Regions from separate parts of the Mus musculus genome. Here region 2 is linked to region 1. A link is a contact called in public HiChIP or PLAC-seq data. All regions are on one chromosome and are shown on one strand. Each heading gives the region's core, a stretch centred on a gene start, on an enhancer-like site or on the middle of the called end of the contact. The rest is flanking DNA. Distances are from core to core; before and after follow the strand shown.

What was found. HiChIP or PLAC-seq counts read pairs in DNA pulled down with a chosen protein or histone mark.
Region 2: an HNF4G HiChIP or PLAC-seq map of pancreatic cancer cells shows a contact between it and region 1. The contact joins two enhancer-like sites. A contact is called at or near these places in 14 of 39 promoter capture datasets (the 3T3-L1 cell line, 3T3-L1-derived adipocytes, Sertoli cells and 7 more), 1 of 115 datasets of contacts at active chromatin or transcription factors (pancreatic cancer cells) and 2 of 9 other capture datasets (liver and macrophages).

What each region holds. Positions count from the first base shown.
Region 1 is chr1:88,391,507-88,395,619 of GRCm38.p6, forward strand. No RefSeq gene overlaps it. Among named protein-coding and RNA genes, the nearest start is that of Spp2, 13 kb to the right of the region's middle. Within about 2 kb of position 2,340, at least 6 of the 459 cell types and tissues checked have an H3K27ac peak or open chromatin away from gene starts, as enhancers often do. A contact at or near this core is called in pancreatic cancer cells, where this site is marked.
Region 2 is chr1:88,554,484-88,559,098 of GRCm38.p6, forward strand. It overlaps Gm19589 (predicted gene, 19589), which reads left to right. Exons shown (of 6, transcript NR_037971.2): 2 at 674-769; 3 at 1,842-2,292; 4 at 2,726-2,835. Among named protein-coding and RNA genes, the nearest start is that of Gm19589, 5.3 kb to the left of the region's middle. Within about 2 kb of position 2,143, at least 33 of the 459 cell types and tissues checked have an H3K27ac peak or open chromatin away from gene starts, as enhancers often do. A contact at or near this core is called in pancreatic cancer cells, where this site is marked.

The DNA of each region.
Region 1 (4,113 bases), core at 1,090-3,589:
AACTGGGAGCATGGAGGGAATTTCAATCTCAGAGTGGACCTGTACTTTCTCCATCAAGACCACACGCCTCCCCCAAATATCACCAGCTGGAGACCAAGAGTTCAAAGCCACCACAGTAGGTGTCACTTGTGTAGGCACCCATCTGTCACCTAAAGGTGTTTAGCTTCACTGATTCAGAGCCACATGCCCCATTATGTCACCAGTGTTTTGAGAGGTTACAGGGGTTCAGATGTAGGCTTCTCAGCAGCCTAGCAGATTACCCTGGGCTAACGGCTTTCTTTCATCCTCAAACACACTCTGCCAGAGAGCCACCTGTGCCCAGCATGGGACTGGAGCTGCTGGATATAGCTATGACCCTGCTAGCATTCCTGAGTCCTTCTGCTTCTAAGGGACGTTCCACCCCCATCCCAGGAGGAATCAGGCAAATGTATCCTGATCCACCTGCTTCTTTGTGGTCCACGGGTCATGTGGTTGTCATGAAGGAGACGTAGCACTCCTGAGACCACTCCTGAGATGACCCAGACACTCAGAAGCCTCTGTACCACTAAAAGGAGCAAGTGGTGGAGAAATGGAAGAAGAGGAGAAGCAGAGGAATGGGGCACAATGAAGAGAGGCAGGAACTAGAGTCTTGAGGGCAGCGAGGAACAGCCTGATGTGAGTAGTTGGCAATGTTACCCAGGACCATGGTGGGGTCATGGCCTGTGCTGCAACCGGGGAGGGGCACATATCTGGGTCTATGGCTCTGCAGCAGTAGGGGGTCTGTTATCACCAAAGGCCGGGCAGATAGATGTCCCTGGTCTGGGCTATCATTCTGAGACATGTTGATGTCTGACGGCTTTGCAGAACGGGCTCCACTCCTCACCTGAGCATTGTGGGAGAGCTGGCCCTTGGGAGTATGAGAGTGGGTAAACTGGCCCTGCCTCTAGCCAGCTGTAGTACTCGGAGTATGGCCCACACACTGAGAGTGAGATAGCCCCCAGGATGCAAGCATAAGCCCTGCTGTTTGTCTCCTGTATGGTGACATGGATGAGAGAGAGAGATAACCCTTTCCCCTGCCTTCCTTCTCACCACCTGCAGCAGGCAACAGACCTGGCCCTGAGATCATTAGAGCAGACGAGTTCTGTCTGTCCCTTACCAGCTGTAGCATTCGAGAGTGCAGGCACTGCACCTTGCCAGGGCACAACAGTAGAGCTGATCTTGGCAGTAGATGGGTGTGTGTGTGTGTGTGTGTGTGTGTGTGTGTGTGTGTGTGTGTGTGTGAAACTGAGTGTGTGAGCTTAGGAGATCTGGCTCCACAACTTGTCTGCCTTGCAGTGACGTGGGTGGGTGAGTGGGAGTATCACCCCTGAGTCCATACCATCTATGGCAGGCAGGAGAATTGGCCCGAGGTCATCAAAGCAGGAGGGCTGTCCCTGCCTCTCAGTTGCTATAGCTCTCTGGAGAGCAGGCCCTGCATCTCACTTGAAGAGCACAGTAGAGCTGGCCCTGTATAGGGTTGCAGGTGAGCCAATACCATGGGTGTGAGTATGGGAGAACCGGCCCTGCCTCTTGTCTACTGGACAGTGGTGCAGATGAGGGATGTGGGAGAGACACCCTCCTCTTCTCCTTCACCCCTCACTATCTATGGTGGGCAGGAAAGACAGTCCCAGGGTCATAAGAGTGGGAGAATTGACCATGTCCTTCACCAACTACAACACTCAGGAGAGTGGGTCCTGCGTCTCACTGGGGCAACAGAGCAGAGCTGGCCTTGGTTGCAGGGGTTGGTGGTGGTGAGATGCCCTGAGGGCATGATAATAGAAGAGCCTTTGAGCTGACCAGCTCATATACCTCTCAGATCCAAGGTTTTGAAAGGGCTCATCCCAACATGTACCCCATCAGTGAACGGCTGGAGTGCATGAAGGGGCTGGTCCTACAGGTTCAAAACTACAGGATCTCCATGACACAGGGCAACAACAGTGAATCCGAGAGGAGTCCCAGCGAGGGTCCAGTATTGATAGACTAGCAGAAGCCAGAGGCCTCACACCAGACAGATGAGTCATTGCGATGAACATTTGCAAACAAAGAAGTGTGGACAAAAGGGTGAACTGTGGGACACACTGTGACACACCACAGCTTCCACAGAAAGAATTTTTTCTCTGTTCGGGGGAAGGTTTCAAGGGTAGAGGGCAGGTATGAGGGGAGGGGGAGATGAGTGGGATTAGGTGCATAGTGTGAAATTCACAACGAACCAATTAAAAGTAGAAGGAAAAAAACAAAACCAAAACCAAAGACAGTATCCAGATCTGGGCTGAATTAAGGCTCAGGCAAGAGTACTTGCCCAGTATGTCCAGTATGCATGAGATCCCAGGTTGGCCTCTACCACTGCATTCATACATGCACAGCACACGCAGATCAGGAGAGCACACAGAATTTTCTAGAACATGGCCACGTTGTGCCAGGCAATGAGGTCCTACCTATGTCTGCATCATGCTGAGAGACATGTCCCTAGGACTCAGGGTGGAGGCTGACTTCTCCTCATCAGTGGATCACCACTGATTGCACCCAGTGTCCTAATTCATGGTATTGGGGATTCAGTAGCCCTGCCTTATCTCTGTAGGCTCATTGTGTGACATCCCCTGCCTATCTCACTTCAGGGCAGCTGCCTGGGCATAAAAATCATGGTAGTTGCCTTAGAGTCCTCTTGCCCTATGCTCAGTAGCATGTCCTCCTAGGAGGAGCTGACCACTACCCACGCAAGTGCTCCATACCCTGGGAAGACCAAGCTGCTAGTGCTGCACTACCTCCTTGTAGATTTCCCTCTCCTTTGTTTCATATCTTGGGGGATCTTCTAGAAGAAACTGTAGAGACTCTCTCAGTGATGGGGCAAGTTGCCTTCACTGGGAGCTTCTCTGATGAGGAGATCATGCAAGTAGCCTGTGTTGATTTTCTTGTCTGTAGAATGGCCTCCTTTCCTTGGAGGGGTGAGAAGATTAGATGAGGTAGCCTGGGAGGCTCTGAAATCTCAGCATGGCACTTTGTGCATAGCTCATGTCCCCATTCCTTACTTCTATCAGCCTTTACTATCCCTCCTACCTGAAGTCTCTGACCCCCCCCCACACACACACACACACAAAACCCTGCATGCTTCTGCCAGAGTCCAACTTTAGAGTCACTCCCTCCAAGCAGCCTGTCTTGAGAACTTCTGCCTGCAGAGCAGCCTCTGGTACCTCTGTCTTGTGGAACCTCCCTAATGCCTTTACTCATGGTACCCATACCTCATGCTAAATGAAAACTTCAGCACCTTGACAGACCTATAACCCATTCCCCATCTGCCGTCCTGGTTGGGAGGCTGTGGTTATTGGTCCTCAATATATTCTGTTTAGACTGCCCCTCCCCCTGGAGGGCTGTGGAGTTCTTGAGGGAGAGCCATCATCCAGCTGGCTTGTTCTGTTCTTTCTGTATGGACACTGCAGGCACCCAGTAAGGATTGCGTGCTTGAACAGCACCATTCTTCAGCATGCCCTGGGATGCCCCCAGGCCCTTGTTCCTTCTCTCTCTCTCTCTCTCTCTCTCTCTCTCTCTCTCTCTCTCTCTCTCTCTCTCTCTCTCTCTCTCTCTCTCCCTCCCTCCCTCCCTTCTTCCCTCTTGCCTACTTGAAATATTTCTTAGCACATCCTATTTCCTTGTGTTTCCAGTCCATGAGTTCTTCCTCACATGAGGATGGAAGCAAGTCTGTGGATTTGATGACAACCCTGCCAGCCTGTCTGTGAGCTTTGTGATCACTGTGGATGGTCATGTGGTAAGGTTCTCTAGAACCAATGGAAAGTGTCTTTGGAATGGGATTTATTAAACTGAGAAGCCCCACAATAGGTTTGCAGTTTCACCCAGAGTCCTATCTTAGGAACCAGGGTTGAGAGGGCTCAAGTTCCAGTCTAGGGGCCAGGAGAGGTCAATGTTGAAGCAAGAGAGAAAGAGAGAGAGAGAGAGAGAGAGAGAGAGAGAGAGAGAGAGAGAGAGAGAGAGAGAGAACCACCTCTCTCTCTCTTCCTTCTCAGATCTTATAGGGATAGATGATGTCCTCCACCCCATGTCTCTACTGATTGTAGCAATGTATACACAAATCCTACCTGCAAT
Region 2 (4,615 bases), core at 893-3,392, 160 kb after region 1:
GAGGAGAGGGAGGAGAGGGAGGAGAGGGAGGAGAGAGAAAGAGGAAGGAGAAAGAGGAAGGAGAGGGAGAGGGAGGAGAGGGAGAGGGAGAGGGAGAGGGAGAGGGAGAGGGAGAGGGAGAGGGAGAGGGAGAGGGAGAGGGAGAGGGAGAGAGAGAAAGAGAGAGAGAGAGAGAGAGAGAGAGAAAGAGAAAGAGAAAGAGAAAGAGAAAGAGAAAGAGAAAGAGAAAGAGAAAGAGAAAGAGAAAGAGAAAGAAAGAGAGAGAAGAGGCCGGGAACACGTGGAGAAAGGAGGGAGGGAGAAGGGGAGAGAGCAAGAAAGGTGTGAGGGGGAGAGAAGAGGGTCAGAGAGTCAGAGAGAGTAAGAGAGAAAGAGAAGACAAACAGTCCCTTTTATAGCAAGCCAGGCCCACTGGCTGTTGCCAGGTAACTGTTGGGCAGAGTCTAGAAGGAATGCCAACAAACAGTATCTTCTCTGGTCCCTAAGGGCTCATGACCATCTTATAATGCAAAACATATTCAGTCTATCTCTATAATTTTTATGGCACCAGCATTACTTAAAAATCTCAAGTTTATAGACTCAAGGCAACCTCTTAGCTATTAATATGAACTCCTGTAAGATTCTAAGACATTGCAATGTATGATGTCACATAATAAATGTTGTTTTCCAAAAGGGAGGAATGAAGCACAGAAATGAAGTGTATGATCTAAGCAAGACAGAAAGCCAGCAGGGCAAGCATCTTGTACCTCTGGGTCCACTAGAGTACAAGGTATGTAGTGGTGGGATATAAGGTCTGAATGTATTATACAACCCCCCTCTCTGACCTTGCCTGTCGCAGTCCACATGGCCCCTCTCGTAGGCTGTCTTAGCAGACTTTTCATATTCCTGGCATCCCTGACTTCCTGGGGTCTCAATTATAGTTCCTCACCTCAGCCTCTGAGAGACTGCTTGTGGGCCACCTAATCCTGCCATGTATTGTCTTCCTTCCCAATATTCCTTTTAAACCTCTGTGGAAATCTCCATGACCCTATAACTCTTGAATCCTAAATGGCCAAAAGACCAGGATCCCATATATTTGGCAAGATGAACCACCAGCTTAAAAAGTAACCAGGCTTCCTTAAACCACTGCACTATCAGCGTCTGAGTGACTGTTTATCTGACCATAGTGAAACAAACCTGAGAAAAGCCTAGGGGTGGTGCCACACACTGTGGGCTACAGCCTTCTACCCACATCAATCCTCAACCAAGATAATTCTCACAGACATGACTACAGACCAACTTGGTGCAGATAATTCTTCAACGGAGGCTCCTTCTTCCCAAGTCACTCTAGGTTGTATTGGGGTTGACAATTTAAAAAGAAACCATGACAACAACATCTTTCCAGGGCACACCTGTAACTTAAATTCACTAACTAGGCCTCGCCTTCTACTTTGAATTCACATTACTTAATTCATCAGGCAGGTGAGAACCCTCAGAATCCAATCACTTCTCTAAAGCCCATTAGCTGGCTAACAAATGTAAGCCATAACAATACTAGCCTTTGTTCGGGGAAGAGGAGAGAGGGGTGGGGGGAGAGAGAGAGAGGTTTCTTTTCCTTTTTTTAAAGATTTATTTATTTATTATATATAAGTACACTGTAGCTGTTTTAGACACACCAGGAGAGGGCGTCAGATCTCATTATGGATGGTTGAACTCAGGACCTTTGGAAGAGCAGTCAGTTCTCTTAACCGCTGAGCCATCTCCCCAGCCCGAGAGGTTTCTTTTCTATAGGAACAAAAATCAAGGACCCCTTGCAAAAGAATTAAGAACCAAAGACAAGAAGAAACAACTTTTCTTTTCAGGAGTTCTTTTTATGAAGAGGAAAAGCAATACAATAAAAGAAGTGATGGAGGATTGGATTTTATTAAGAACATATTGAGAGTGTTCCTGGGATTGGATGTTACGGGCATGGTAACTGTAGCTGGTGGAGAAAAAAGCAGACAGTGCCAGCACCTGAGGGAGGGCTGGCGTCGAGGACCGAATTGGAAGGGTTGATTGTGGCAATGAGACATCACTATGATTGGGAGTCGTGTAGCCCACAGCCTGGACAATTGCCTGCAGTATCTCTGCAACTTCCTGTGAGTCAGAGGACGGAGGGGAGAACAGAGGCAGAAGAGGGTGACTGAGCCAGCACACTGTCCTCTGCAGCTTTGGGAGTCACGCCTGTGTGTGCCCGAGCTCCGCCGCCAACCAGCTTCCCTATCTTTGGGCAAGCTATTTAGACGTTGTGGTTCCTTGCTTCATCATCCATAGGTGAGTCAAATAATCTATGTGCCACAGGGCAAGCATGCCAGTGACATAAGATGGTATATGGAATGCTCAGGGCCCAAGAGTTTAGGACATTGGCTACTGGCATCCTCCCTGGGTTGAGGCCACTCAGTGCAGTGGAAGGTGACTGCACGTAGCTGTCAACTGAGTAGAAGGGGTTTCCAAGACTAGGAGGAAGGCCAACTTTCAATCCACTGTTATTATATAGAGTGTTTGCACTCTACATGACTTTAAGGCCACAGGAATCAATCCCACCTTATTCATTCCTTCACATTTCTCTAGTCACAGCCGCCATAATATTGCCATGCTTAGAGAGTCCTTGGGAAAAATAAGGAAAAGAGCAGGAGATCAACTCAAGAAAAACTTCTTTAAATAGTCTCCAAACCAAACCCATCTGCCCCTTGCCTCTTCCTCACAGAGTCCACCTAGTGACCCTGTGGACCCAGGAGCATCAGGGCTCTGGACTTGAAGCATCTATTTGGCATAGTGAAAATCTACATGTTTTCTTCACTGGACTCTTTGGAAATGGTGAGACAATCTCCCCCATCACATTCCTTAACATTAGATCTCAAATTTAATTGCTTAGACTCAAATCTCCAGTGAGGGCCTCCTCAGTCCTAGGAGACTCAGACCAGTCAGTCTGTAGGATCTGGATCCAAAAAGTTAAGTGTAGGTGACATGCTATTAAGGTGTTGAAACTAGATTGGTCAGGATCACCCTGTCCACAGGTAAGGTGAGATAATTTATTCTTCCATCATTTTGGTTCCCGTTCTAGTTCATCACCTGCCCATGTCATCTGGGTGGCTCCATGTCTCTTCCCCTTCCAAAGGACTGTCTTGATGGAACCTGAGCTTTGTCTTGTGACATAGTTGCAAGAATCATGGGTAGTTTCCTCACCTTTGATACCCTGACTCATTCTCCTCATAAACATAACTTTTCTCCATTATGCTTTTAACCCCTATTCTACTAACCCAAATATAGTTTTCCCTCTAAATACAGTGAAGGCTAAAAGAAGAAATTAAATAGCCTATGTGAGGGACAGATGCAACAGGCACGTGTTCTCCTTCAGTCATTTTCCACGATGCCTCACGAAGGCTTATTGATGCACATCACCTCAGGGTACTGACAAGGAGCCTATGCATCCCATTAGCCTCTTGGAGTTTCTGCCATGGAAGTACCTTACCCTTCCTCAACTCATGTATGTTTCTTCTTCCCATTTCTTCAGTGCCAGTGTGCAGTGGGGCACACAGCACTCATTTCATGGTTTTGCAAGAGGACATCTCCTTAAATTTGGGGCCCATGAGACTCTTCTACTTCATCCAAGATCTGGCTTTACTTGACCTTCCTCAACCTGAGTCTTCCTTATGCCCACCCTCTCTTCTCATTCTGAAGAGCACCACACAGGCTTTCTAGATCTCCAGAAGAGAATAAATGGCCTTAGAAGAAACTGTATGTTCCAAAGCCAGCTATGACATCATCTCACTTACCCTCTCTTGCAACTTCTGCCTTGCTAACTAGAACCCTTAAGCACAGCCTGAAGGCACCATATAGAAAGTTCAACTTCCTGGTCCTACCATGTTCTGTGAAAGCCCAAACCTTGGCCCTTATTGGTTGTGCTAGTTAGTTTTAATTGACAACTTGACATGACTAGAATTACCTGGGGAAAGAGTCTCAAAGAGCAATTGTCTAGATCAGGTTGGCCTGTGTGTGAGCCACTATGGGTGACACCATTCCCTAGAAAGTGGCCGGGGGTTGGAGGTGGGGAGTGAGCTGAACAAGGGGATACATTCATTCACTGCTTTCTGCTTTTGACTGTGGGTTGATGTGAACAGTCAGTTGTAAGAAGAGTTCCTACTTCCTTGGCTTCCCTACAGTGGTGATCTGTAACCTGGAACTGTAAGCCAGATAAACCTTTCTCCCTTAAGTTGCTTTTGTTGTGATATTTCATCCCAGCAACAGGAAATGAAGCTAAAACACTGGGGAAATGGGAGGAAGGTTCCAGAGGTCTAATGGGGACCCAGCTCACCCTAACTCTTACAGACTTCACTGTTCCAGTCCATCCTCCACCCACACTATATGAGAGACCAGCCCCTGGATCCTTCCCTAATGCCCTCAAGGAACTGGGAGAGATAATGTCATCCCTGATTGTTCCAAAATCTTTGCTATGGATTAATAATTAAGCCTGATAGCCATCTGCCAGGCACTGATTTCCCCACCAATTGCAACTTCAGTACAAAGAACTGGAGGAATTCTGATGTCCTTTCATTCTCTGGGGCTCTCAGTGGTAAATATAGAGGAATAAATACAA